2 separate regions of the Hordeum vulgare genome follow, and region 2 is linked to region 1. The links are chromatin contacts, called in public Hi-C maps. All regions are on one chromosome and are shown on one strand. The core of a region is the stretch at or near the end of the contact, and the rest is flanking DNA. Distances in the headings are between cores, read along the strand shown.

What was found. A called contact is a pair of places that touch in the nucleus more often than the background predicts.
Region 2: a contact with region 1 is called in a Hi-C map of leaf, with 4 times the contacts expected there. The contact joins the promoter of LOC123403439 here to the enhancer-like site in region 1. A contact is called at or near these places in 3 of 6 Hi-C or Micro-C datasets (leaf and seedling).

What each region holds. Positions count from the first base shown.
Region 1 is chr6H:495,560,857-495,566,469 of MorexV3_pseudomolecules_assembly, forward strand. No RefSeq gene overlaps it. Among protein-coding and RNA genes, the nearest start is that of LOC123405670, 66 kb to the left of the region's middle. Within about 2 kb of position 2,500, at least 3 of the 3 cell types and tissues checked have open chromatin away from gene starts, as enhancers often do. A contact at or near this core is called in leaf and seedling, where this site is marked.
Region 2 is chr6H:495,770,028-495,775,640 of MorexV3_pseudomolecules_assembly, forward strand. It overlaps LOC123403439 (probable RNA-dependent RNA polymerase 1), which reads left to right and starts at 2,871. Exons shown (of 5, transcript XM_045097379.1): 1 at 2,871-3,118.

The sequences.
Region 1 (5,613 bases), core at 1,250-3,749:
CCCCCCCCCCCCCCCCCCCCCCCGCCGGCGAACTGACCCGATGGACGCCCTCGCCGGCACCCGCTCACCCCTTCCTACACCGCGACCCCTCCGCGGCCGCAAACCCTAGCGCGGGGAGAGGAGAAGAAGACCAAGAAAGGGAAGATCAAGAAAGGGAGACCATTTACCTTGCCTCATTGCTATGAGGAATTGAAGGATGATGAGAAATGGAAAAAGCGTGACGGCATCGATTATGTTGATGAGAGAAAGAAACGCAATCGAACAATTGAGTTGGATCATGATGAGGAAGAGGCATCAAGTGATGACGGCAAGAGAAGCCCTACACCAAACTCCGTTTCATACTCAAAGCCAAAACGCCCGGATGGGTGCAAGAATGACGCAAAAGAAAAGAAGAAGAGGAAAGGGGATGATGAGCTCAAAAATGCTATGGAAGCTATTGTGAAGGCAAGAAAAGAAGCGAACGAGGTGAGGAAGATGGCAAGGACCCAACATGTCGCGGCCGAGGAGAGGAGGTTGGCGGCCGAGGAGAGGAGGGTGGCGGCCGAGGAGAGGAAGGTGACATTGGAGGAGAGGAAGGTGGGCATGGAGGAGCGATCTAGGTTGTTGGAATGGGAGAAGTACTTGTTCTTTTTGAACACATCTACCATCAATGAGGCCCAAAAGGAGTATGTCAATCTTACCCGTGAAGAAGTCTTAATCCAAAAAAGAGCCATGATTCGCGACATGGGTGGCGGTGGCATAGGCGACATGGGTGGCGGTGGCATTGGCGGCATGGGAGGCATCGGTGGCTTCGGAGCTACCATGGGCGGCATGGGTGCCATGGGTGGCTTTGGAGCTACCATGGAGACCATGGGAGGTATGGGTGGCTTCGGAGCACCTCCGGGCGGCATTGGCGGCATGGGTTTTGCGTCTCTCATGGGAGACATGGGACCATCTCGGGGCGGCATGGGCGGCATGTCTTCCGGTGTGCCAACACCTTCACATGATGCCGTTGAAGATCTTGCCAACACCGCACGCGATAATGAAGAGGAGGATGAAGAATCCTCTTCGGATGATGAATCAGATGAAGAGGGAAAGGATGAGGAAGATGAGGATGAAGACGAGGACAAGGCTTGGTTCTTGATGGGCCACTCGTTGGTGTGAACTTTCTATATGGGCATGAATTTAAACTTGTGGACATGAACTTGGTTGGATGATGTTCTGGGCATGAATTTGTATGAACTTTGTATGTCATCATGAACTTGTTTGTGTGATTTAAATTATGTCATGTCTTTGTTTTGATGTTTGAGATTGATTTTGTGTTTAAAATGTGTCCAAAATGCAACATATGGCAAGTATCGGTTGCTCGCGCGCTCTGCATTTTAGCGCGCCTGCTGGAGCTACGCGCGCGCTGCATTTTAGCGCGCCTGATGGAGCCAGCGCTGACCGCCGCGCCAATACAGGCGAACAACGCGCTGCAAACTGATTTTTGGCGTGCCATAGATTGAACGGCTATTGGAGATGCTCTTACAGCTGTTGGTGTTTAGGAGGTGTTTGGTTATAGGGACTTATTAGGGACTCATAACTTATAAATCTCTTTAAGTCTCATCTAAACCAAACAGGAGGGACTTATAGGGACTTAAAATGGGTATTTGGGACTTATGAAATAAGACTCTTAAGTAAGGACTTATAGGGACTTGTAGTTGTAATATAGTCTTTTAGTCCATGTTAAGTCTTAAGAACCAAACAGGTAGGAACTTTTTAGGGACTTAGGACTTATAAGTTGAGACAAAATAAGTCGTAGGACTTAGGAACCAAACAGTGTCTTAGATTAACTTCAAACACAGGCACATAATGTGTGACGTGCCCAACTGCCCATTGTAGCCTCCCATCTCTCTTTACTTTAGTTATATATTATGCCTGCTTGGGCCCACGGTGTGACGATACTGCTAAATTAGGGAGCTGGAAGAATGTGCTTTGTGCTGTCACTAATGACTGATTCGTGGTTTGTGCTGTCACTAATGACTGATCTTGATCTATGATGCCAACTGTCCTACTGGCTTACACTTTTGGTGCATGTGGCTAGCTAGCTAGGTAGTGGGCAGTCCCATCACGTACGGGGCCACGCAATCTAAGAGCAAAGCGACCCATCTTATTCCAACGAGCACCACTCTAGTCCAGTGCTTAAACAAGGAGCCAGCCAACGACGATTTGGTAGCGGGTAGAGTATAGTATCGACCACCGGGGTATGCGGCCAAACACGGGCGAACAACGCTAACGTGCAGCCGAAAGGTCGAGAGCAAGCGACCACGCTAGCTAGATTCGTCACGTACGTTGATTTCACGTGAAGCTAATTGGATGGTTGGATGTATTGACGGGTTGGTTACCGCATGTATGTCCCCAAATATTCTTAGATAACGTCTCGCTTTAACCAGGGACCTGGCTATGGCTATACGAGGGATGATTAGGTGGTACTCTTCCGTTGATGTGATTGTGACCCGATCCTGCTTGTCCAGCCCGGCCGCGCCTCGGATCCTCTCCCGGCTCCAGGGCTCGGCAGATCGATCGTCGTTGTTACACGGGTCCACACGGGATGGACGGGTGGGGGTGGGCACTTGGATTCTGCTTTCGGGGAGCTGCTTCAGTTGTATAGACTTGTAGGAGTACCAACTTGAAGCAACAGAAAGAGAATGCTTTTGTGCTGCTAGTAAATTCGTAACGTTCTAAGTTTCGTGCCTTTGGCAAGCATCATGCGACTGAAACTTCGTCGATTTCAGCGGGAAGGCCGCGGACTCTCTACGGCGAGTGCAAGTCGTGAATGAGCGGGAGCCGGCGGTGCCACGACGAGTCCGAGGTTTGGCTGTTCGGCTAGGGGTGCGGGGTCATCCCCGACGCTGTAGAACGGGGGAGGGGTTAGAGGGATGGACGGGGCGGTCCCAGCATGACGGTAGATGGCGGTTCAGGGGAGGGCGGGGCAGGCGCTGTGACGCTGCCGACCGCATGATGTGGACGGTTACGCCGGCGTCGGTTGATGGTGCAAAAGAAGAACAACAACCACGACAACAATGCGTTGTCATGGTAGCCGTTGGATGTAGATCTAATGCTCAAAAAAAATCAAGCACCTAACCAATACGCAGTCTTAGTTTTTTTAACACAGTACAAACGCAAAAACGTTCATATAAATGCGTATACACTCATCCTTATGAACGCAAACGTGTAAATCCTATCTCTATGAGCACCTCCGAGAAACTGAACCGGCATATCATCTTCAGATTGACGAAATAACCATATACGGCTCGTCATCGACAGGAGCGTCTCCTTAGAATGAATGCGCATCGCGCGGAAATACGAAAATAAATTCAGAAATAATGCGATCAGCAGAACTTGAACCCTGATGTGCGGGGTACCACGTCTCTTTAACCATCCAATCAGAAATCCGAGTTAACATGTTACGGCCCACACTGAAGCACCTAATCAAATGGTAGTCTCTCACTCAAGCCGACATTGAAATAGCAAGCTGGCTGAGAGCACGACCCGTCCCACATCTCGGTGCATGCACCTTCTCTCCGCATTTAAACGCTACTCCTTCTATTAAAACAAGTACGATTGTCGAGAAACCCACTCTGGCCTTGCATTTAAATGCGTATACATTCATCTTTATGAACGCACACACACATATTCTATCTCTTTGAGCACCTCCGAGAAACTGAGCCGGCATATCATCTTCAGATTCACAAAGTAACCATATACGCTTCGTCATCGACACGAGTGTCTCGTTAGAATGAATGCGCATCGCGCGGAAATACGAAAATAAATTTCGAAATAATGCGAGCACCAGAACTCGAACCCTAATGTGCGGGGTACCACTGTCTCTTTAACCATCCAACCAGAAGTCTGAGTTAACATGTTAAGGCCGACACTGAAGCACCTAATCAAATGGTAGTCTCTCACTCAAGCCGACATTGAAACATCAAGCTGGATGAGAGCACGACCCGTCCCACATCTCGGTGCACGCACCTTCTCTCCGCATTTAAACGCTACTCCTTCTATTAAAACAAGTTAGGTTCTCGAGAAACCCACTCCGGCGCTTGCATGCCGACGCCACCCGTTTGTCCTCATGCTCACCGGCATTAAACACCTTGTCGTTTTGCGTGGAATCTACATGCTATTTAAACGTGGCAGGCCCGGCAACAACCGCATTACACCTCTACTCATGATCTCCTATGTGAGCAACACCATCATGGCCTGGAGCTCCAAATCCCTATGGGACAGCCCATACGGTGAATAGATGCAGGAGCTCTTCGACATTGCAGCCGGCTGGAAGGCTGTCAAGCCAGTCAAATACATGATGGATTGCTAACGAGATCTCTGGGTGGCAACGACACGGACGGGCCGACAAAAGAGGCGAGCGACGACGAACAAGCGCCGTTGCCCACGCCATTCCATGCCGACATCACCATGGACGAGGCGAGGGCACATTTCACCAACATGGTGATGGAAGAGCGGGAGTCGGTGTTCCGGCAGGCGCAAGCCGACTAGAGGTACAATCCATTGATCCTCCATGAGCATCGACTCTTGGAGGAGCAAATCACCCACATCAAGGCGAATGACAACATCGTCATGGACGCCGTGGCAGACGTGGGTGAACATAAGGTGTTGCTCTTTTCCTATCGCACCGCACGCAAAATCCATTGCTAGCGATGGCGGTGTGTGCCCCAAAGGCAAAGAAGGACACTCTATTTGTGAATATCGATGCGGTGTTGCAGAGGAATTTGACGATGTCACCGGCTCGCGTCAGGCTCACCCAGCTGCCACGACGATGAGACTGGTACGCCAAGCGGGTCTTCGATAATAAGGAAGAGTAGAACATGGAAAGCCCTCGACGCCTGGGTCCCAAAAAGGCCACCGACATCGTCTTGTCGGGCCTAACAGCTGGTGAGCTTGCCCGCTTCACAGAAGCGGAGGAAGCTTCAGTTTCCGCGGCTCATGGTTGTCCATCCAGCTTGCTGTCGAACATGGAAAAAACATGTTGTGGGGAAGTTGGTGCTGCCGCAGCCGGCGATCCTTTATACTAGGCTAGAATAGCCTGATCCGCTAAGTTTAGTAGATATATATCAAAACGTATTGAATGTGCCCATGTTTAAATGAAAATTGTTAAGTTTGAATGAAAGCCATTCAGTTTGCTTAAATTTGCAACAAATTTGCTTTTTTTTAGGTAAAATTGCGTTTGATATGTGACCAAACGTTTACAACTAGTTTTAGATGGCCAATTCCCGTATTAATGTCCGGGCATTAATCCAAACCAATCGGCGGACAAATATGATGTCCGTTTTATGGGTCCAGGTTGGAGATGACCTAAAAGAAACAATTAAGCAGAGTATACAGACAGGCGATTGGAACATGGGGTACGTCCAACCTATATTTCTTTAAACAAGTAACTTAAAAAATGGTCAAAAAATACGAAATTTGCTGGCAACAAACTTGATAGAAGGTTACACCTGCGTAAAAAAAAATTGGGGACAAAATGAATTTCCTGGTATTGTTGGCGAAAAAACAAACAAAATCAGCACTGGAGATAGTATCACTCTACATTATTTTGGATAACTTATTTTGTATGCACAGATTTCCGGGAGT
Region 2 (5,613 bases), core at 1,621-4,120, 210 kb after region 1:
TCCCAATGACGTGATCCAGTTATCAAACAACAACACCTTGTTCATAATCAGAAGACACTGACTATCATTGATCAACTGGCTAGCCAACTAGAGGCATGCTAGGGACGGTGTTTTGTCTATGTATCCACACATGTAAATGAGTCTTCATTCAATACAATTATAGCATGGATAATAAACTATTATCTTGATACAGGAATTATAATAATAACTATACATTTATTATTGCCTCTAGGGCATAATTCCAACAGTCCAAACGTAATAAAAACTTACGGGGATTTTTTTGGAATATTTAAGATTTTTGGGAAGAAGAATCAACGCGAGGCGATGCACGGAGTGCCCACAAGCCCTGTCGCCGTGGCCAGGGAGTGGGCCCGCGGCAGGTAGGCTTGTGGCCACTCCTTAAGGCGGTTGGAGCCCTTCTTTAAGAAAATCGTGTTAAAATTTCAGCCCAATCGGAGTTATGGATCTCCGGGAATTTAAGAAACGGTGAAACGCAGAATCTGGGAGCGCAGAAACAGAAGGACACACAGAGAGAGATCCAATCTCGGAGGGGCTCTCGCCCCTCCGCCGCCATGGAGACCATGGACCAGAGGGGAAACCCTTCTCCCATCTAGGGAGGAGGTCAAGGAAGAAAAATAAGGAGGGGGGCTCTCTCCCCCTCTCTCCCACCGGCGCCGGAACGCCGCCCGGGAAATCATTGTGTGACGGCGATCTACACCAACACCTCCGTCATCTTACCAACATCTCCATCATCTTCCCCCATCTATATTCAGCGGTTCACTCTCCCGCAACCCGTTGTACCCTCTACTTGAACATGGTGCTTTATGCTACATACTATTATCCAATGATGTGTTGCTATCCTATGATGTCTGAGTAGATTATCGTTGTCCTATCGCTGATTGATGAATTGCTATGATTGGTTTAATTTGCTTGTGGTTATGTTGCTATCCTTTGGTTCCCATCATATGATCGCGCGCGTGGATCACACCATAGGGTTAGTTGTATGTTGATAGGACTATGTATTGGCAGGCTAGAGTGACAGAAGCTTCAAACCTAGCATAGAAATTGATGCATATGGGATTGAAGGGGGACCAATATATCTTATTGCTATGGTTGGGTTTTACCTTAATGAATGTTAGTAGTTGCGGACGCTTGCTAATAGTTTTAATCATAAGTGCATAGAATTCCAAGTAAGGGATGACATGCTAGCAGAGGCCTCTCCCACATGATACTTGTTATCGATCTAGTAACGTAGTCAATTGCTTAGGGACAATTCCGCAACTCCTACCACCACTTTTCCACACTCGTTAGACACTCGTAGTTGTTTCTTTATCTAACCAGCCCCTAGTTTTATTTACGTGTTCTTTACTTTCTTGCAAGCCTATCCTATCACTCCTACAAAGTACTTCTAGTTTCATACTTGTTCTAGGTAAAGCGAACGTAAAGTGTGCGTAGAGTTGTATCGGTGGTCGATAGAACTTGAGGGAATATTTGTCCTACCTTTAGCTCCTCGTTGGGTTCAACACTCTTACTTATCGAGAAAGGCTACAATTGATCCCCTATACTTGTGGGTTATAATGGGCCCAGAGATACCTCTCCGTCAAACGGAGTGACAAATCTCAGTCTCGATTCGTGCAAACCTAACAGACACTTTCGGAGATACCTGTAGTGCATATTTATAATCACCCAGTTACGTTGTGACGTTTGATACACCCAAAGTACTCCTACGGTATCAGGGAGTTGCACAATCTCATGGTCTAAGGAAATGATACTTGACATTATAAAAAGCTCTAGCAGACGAACTACACGATCTTGTGCTATGCTTAGGATTGGGCCTTCTTCATCACATCATTCTTCTAATGATGTGATCCCGTTATCAACGACATCCAATATCCATGGCCAGGGAACCATGACCATCTTCCGATCAACAAGCTAGCCAACTAGAGGCTCACCAGGGACATGTTGTGGTCTATGTATTCACACATTTATTACGGTTTTCGGTTAATACAATTATAGCATGAACAATAGACAATTATCATGAACAAGGAGATATAATAATAACCAATTTATTATTGGCTCTAGGGTATGTTTCCAACACTAACATGCACTAGCAAACAAAAAAATAACACATGCATGGCTATGAAAGCCCGGCCGCTCGTTTCCTCAAAAGATGCACAACTACTTTTTACATTTTAGGCTGATTATTATATGCAAAGACCATGGAAGCTCGATAGCTACATGAGCGGCATTGTTAAAGCACCTCTCTCTACATTATAAAACTCACGCGATGGCGAGCGGAAAGGCCATGCATCTGCATGCCGCCTGGATGCATGGCGGCAGGGGCCACCTGCCCATAGCTGTCGCCTGGTTGTATGGCGGCAGGGGCCACCGATCCCGTTTCATCGCCGTTTGTCTAGGCCGGTAATGCAGCGCCTGCCGCTTGGCCTTGTGGCGGCAGGGGCCACCGCCTCCGCTCGTAGCGGCAGATGCCACGTGTCGGCTGATGCGTGTACCGTCATGGTTTAGATGGTTTTATTTGCAATCTAATCTGGGATGGTCGTTTTTGACAATTGCACTGGACAAGTGGTTCTTTTGGGTAAAAAAACTTTCTTTTACACGTTACAAAGATGGAAATTACCAACTCAAAAAAAAAAGTAAAAAAAAAAAGATGGAAAGTGAACGAGCCAGTTTTGTTACTGTTTTACTCGCGGTGCCAGTCTTTCCTTCACGGTGTGGTCCTAAGATTGCCTGCCTACATCCGTGAAGATTTCCGAGCGCAGTTAAGGAACCTTCGACGCATCCGTCTCTATCCCCGCACCCCCCGGCCCTACCTACCTAGCTACCATTCCGTAGTTCGTTTAAATGTTACGTGCACATTGACCACCTCAAGTCCGCCTCCTTTCTCCTCCTCTCCACTCGCCTCCGCCTCCGCCTCCGCGACAGAACCATCGGGCAATCATCAACTCCTCCCCCATCTCCTTCGCCCGTTCATCTTCCCCAACTCCCTCCCCAGATCCATCGACTTCTCACGGCCACAATCTGCTGCGGCGACGGCGACGGCGACGGACATAGCCACGCCTGCTGCTGCTGGCGTCGGCCTGATTCCTTCCCTTCACCGGTAAGGTAAGGGATCCTAGCCTGATCGTACGGACCCTTCCCTTCCCTCGAGTCGCCGTTGTGTTGTTTGGGGTTTCGTACCCGCCTTGCCGTGGCATTGAGCCGCCGGGACCCCAATCGTTCGGAATTTGTTGACGATTGCTGCCTTCGTCCGCGGTTCTGCTGGCTTGTTCTTTCGCGGCGCGCGAGGTAGATCGTAGTTTTCTCCGTGTAAATTAGATCGATCGGAGCTGGTCCGATGGGATTCGGTGCCTTGCTGAATTTTGTGGGGTTCACCTAAACCCCCAAACACCACGTTCAGTTCCGCCCCTGCTTGCCAATAATAGAGGGCGTTGCTTGAGGTAGGCGAGCAAGCGTAGCGGGCGTACGGATTGGGGAAATGTACGTCCCTAATTGTTTATTGATCGACATTTTTGTAGGGTTGGCTTTTTTTTTTTTTTTTTTTTTGCTGACCTTTTACTTGTTACTACTCCTAGTGTCAAAATAAATCTTACATATGAGACGGAAGGAGTAAAAGATAACCCGCGCCAGTTTAAAAAAGAGGTAAATACACGAGAGGTGTTAGAACTTGCATGCGGCGGTCACTTTCGTGTACAAAATTGTAAAGTACGTGTTTGAGGTCACTAAACTTGCGAGGTTCTTCAAATACAGTCACTCTCACCGTACGCGGCATACATATCCGTCGGTGCCAGCATGGCGCGGGCCCGCTGTTAACCACTGTAAATGTTCTCATATGATAGATTTGTAGAAAAACTAGTGGCTCCTTTTTTATTAATGTAGGAAGTCCCTCAAATAAAAAGGCAAAATAATGGGGCCGGGATTTCGATCCGACGATGAACCGCTAGGTCACTTGCTTGGATAACAACCACGTCAACAGTACCTACTATTTGCTTAGCACGACCACCTTATATATCATAGCAGCGCGGATCAAAAGAAGTAATAAAGAACAATGTATACCTTATATATCATAGCACGCCAACAACTCTAATAATAATCTAATAACCATACGAAGTGCATTCGGCGTGTTCAAACCGGTAACATGAGGATTCACTCGCACATAAGCTAACCATCACGCAACTGCGACACAATTTTCTACAAATTTTAAACATTCTTTTGAAATAAAAAATATTTAGTTAATATAATTTAGATATCAACTTGTGTTTATTTTTTACTCATGACTTATATTCAACAGAGTAGATTTTAAATCATGAATATTGTAAACTATACAAACATTGAACTGGACAAAATATTGTAAACTATACAAACATTGAAACGCTTGTACAATTAAAATATTATTTATTAAATTAATTTTAAAAAGTATTGTATTCTAGTTATAAAAACGTGTTCATATTCATAAATAATATTTGAAAGTAATACATGAACATTTGTTTTTATCCACGAATTTCTAAAATAAAACAAACAGGTGTAATGATACAGAATTTTTATAATTATGAATATTTCTGATTTTTTTTTGAGAAATTATGAATATTTAAAGAATTACTTACGTTATTATTAACATTTTATAATTCATAATTATTATTTAGAATAATAGATGAACAAAATTTGAAATTTATCCTATTATTGGGATTATATGTTACATGCTCTCTACAAATTTCTGAAAACTAAACAAGTGCAAAAGGGGCAGTGCGGATCGCAGCCCATTTCATTAATCTTAGGTATCCTTAATAGCAGTGTACAGACGTTTGTCTAAAAAAAATAGTGTACAGATGTGTGGTGCAGTGGCTAAGACGTGTATGGTGCTAGGGGTTCGAGACCTGGCAGTCATATGTTTTTAAGAAGGAGTTTTGTGCAAAAATGAGTCCATGTGTCACTAAAAGCAGGGCTGTGCAAAGCTGGCGTTGACGGATACACATGCGTACTGTGAGAGTGATTGTATTTGAATGGCCTCGCAAGTTTAGTGATCACAAACATGTATTTTCTAACTTTATGCACCAAAGTGACCGCCGTGTGTAAGTTATAAGACCCCTGGTATATTTACCTCTTTAAAAAAAGAAAATAACCTGGGCCTTGCCGTGGGATGGTACGCATGAAACATGGATAATTAGGTTGATGAAGTGAATAATTATGAGAATTATGTATGATGTGATGACAAATGATTTGGCAGCCACTCATGATTTGTTGATGTGAAAGGGTTGCATGCATGAAAAAAATAGTTTGTGGGATGGTAGATTAATGACATGGCGGACATGCACTGATTGGTTCCTTGCTTTGTCCGAGCTGTCTATTTGCTAGTGCTAGATAAAGAGGGGCGTTTGATTTCTTGTCGCCGTGTTTATGCTATTGCATTGTAATGGGATTTTGTCGCAACAGTTATATTTTTGGGTGAAACCTGTACTTAGTTTTGGGTGAGACCTTTTGACTGTTTATTTATTTATTATAGTACTAGTGTTTGACATTGCATACATTCCTTACTTCTTCATTAGTTTTAAGACTGAACTAAGAGAAGTCCGATACATCAATTTACCTGAATTTCTT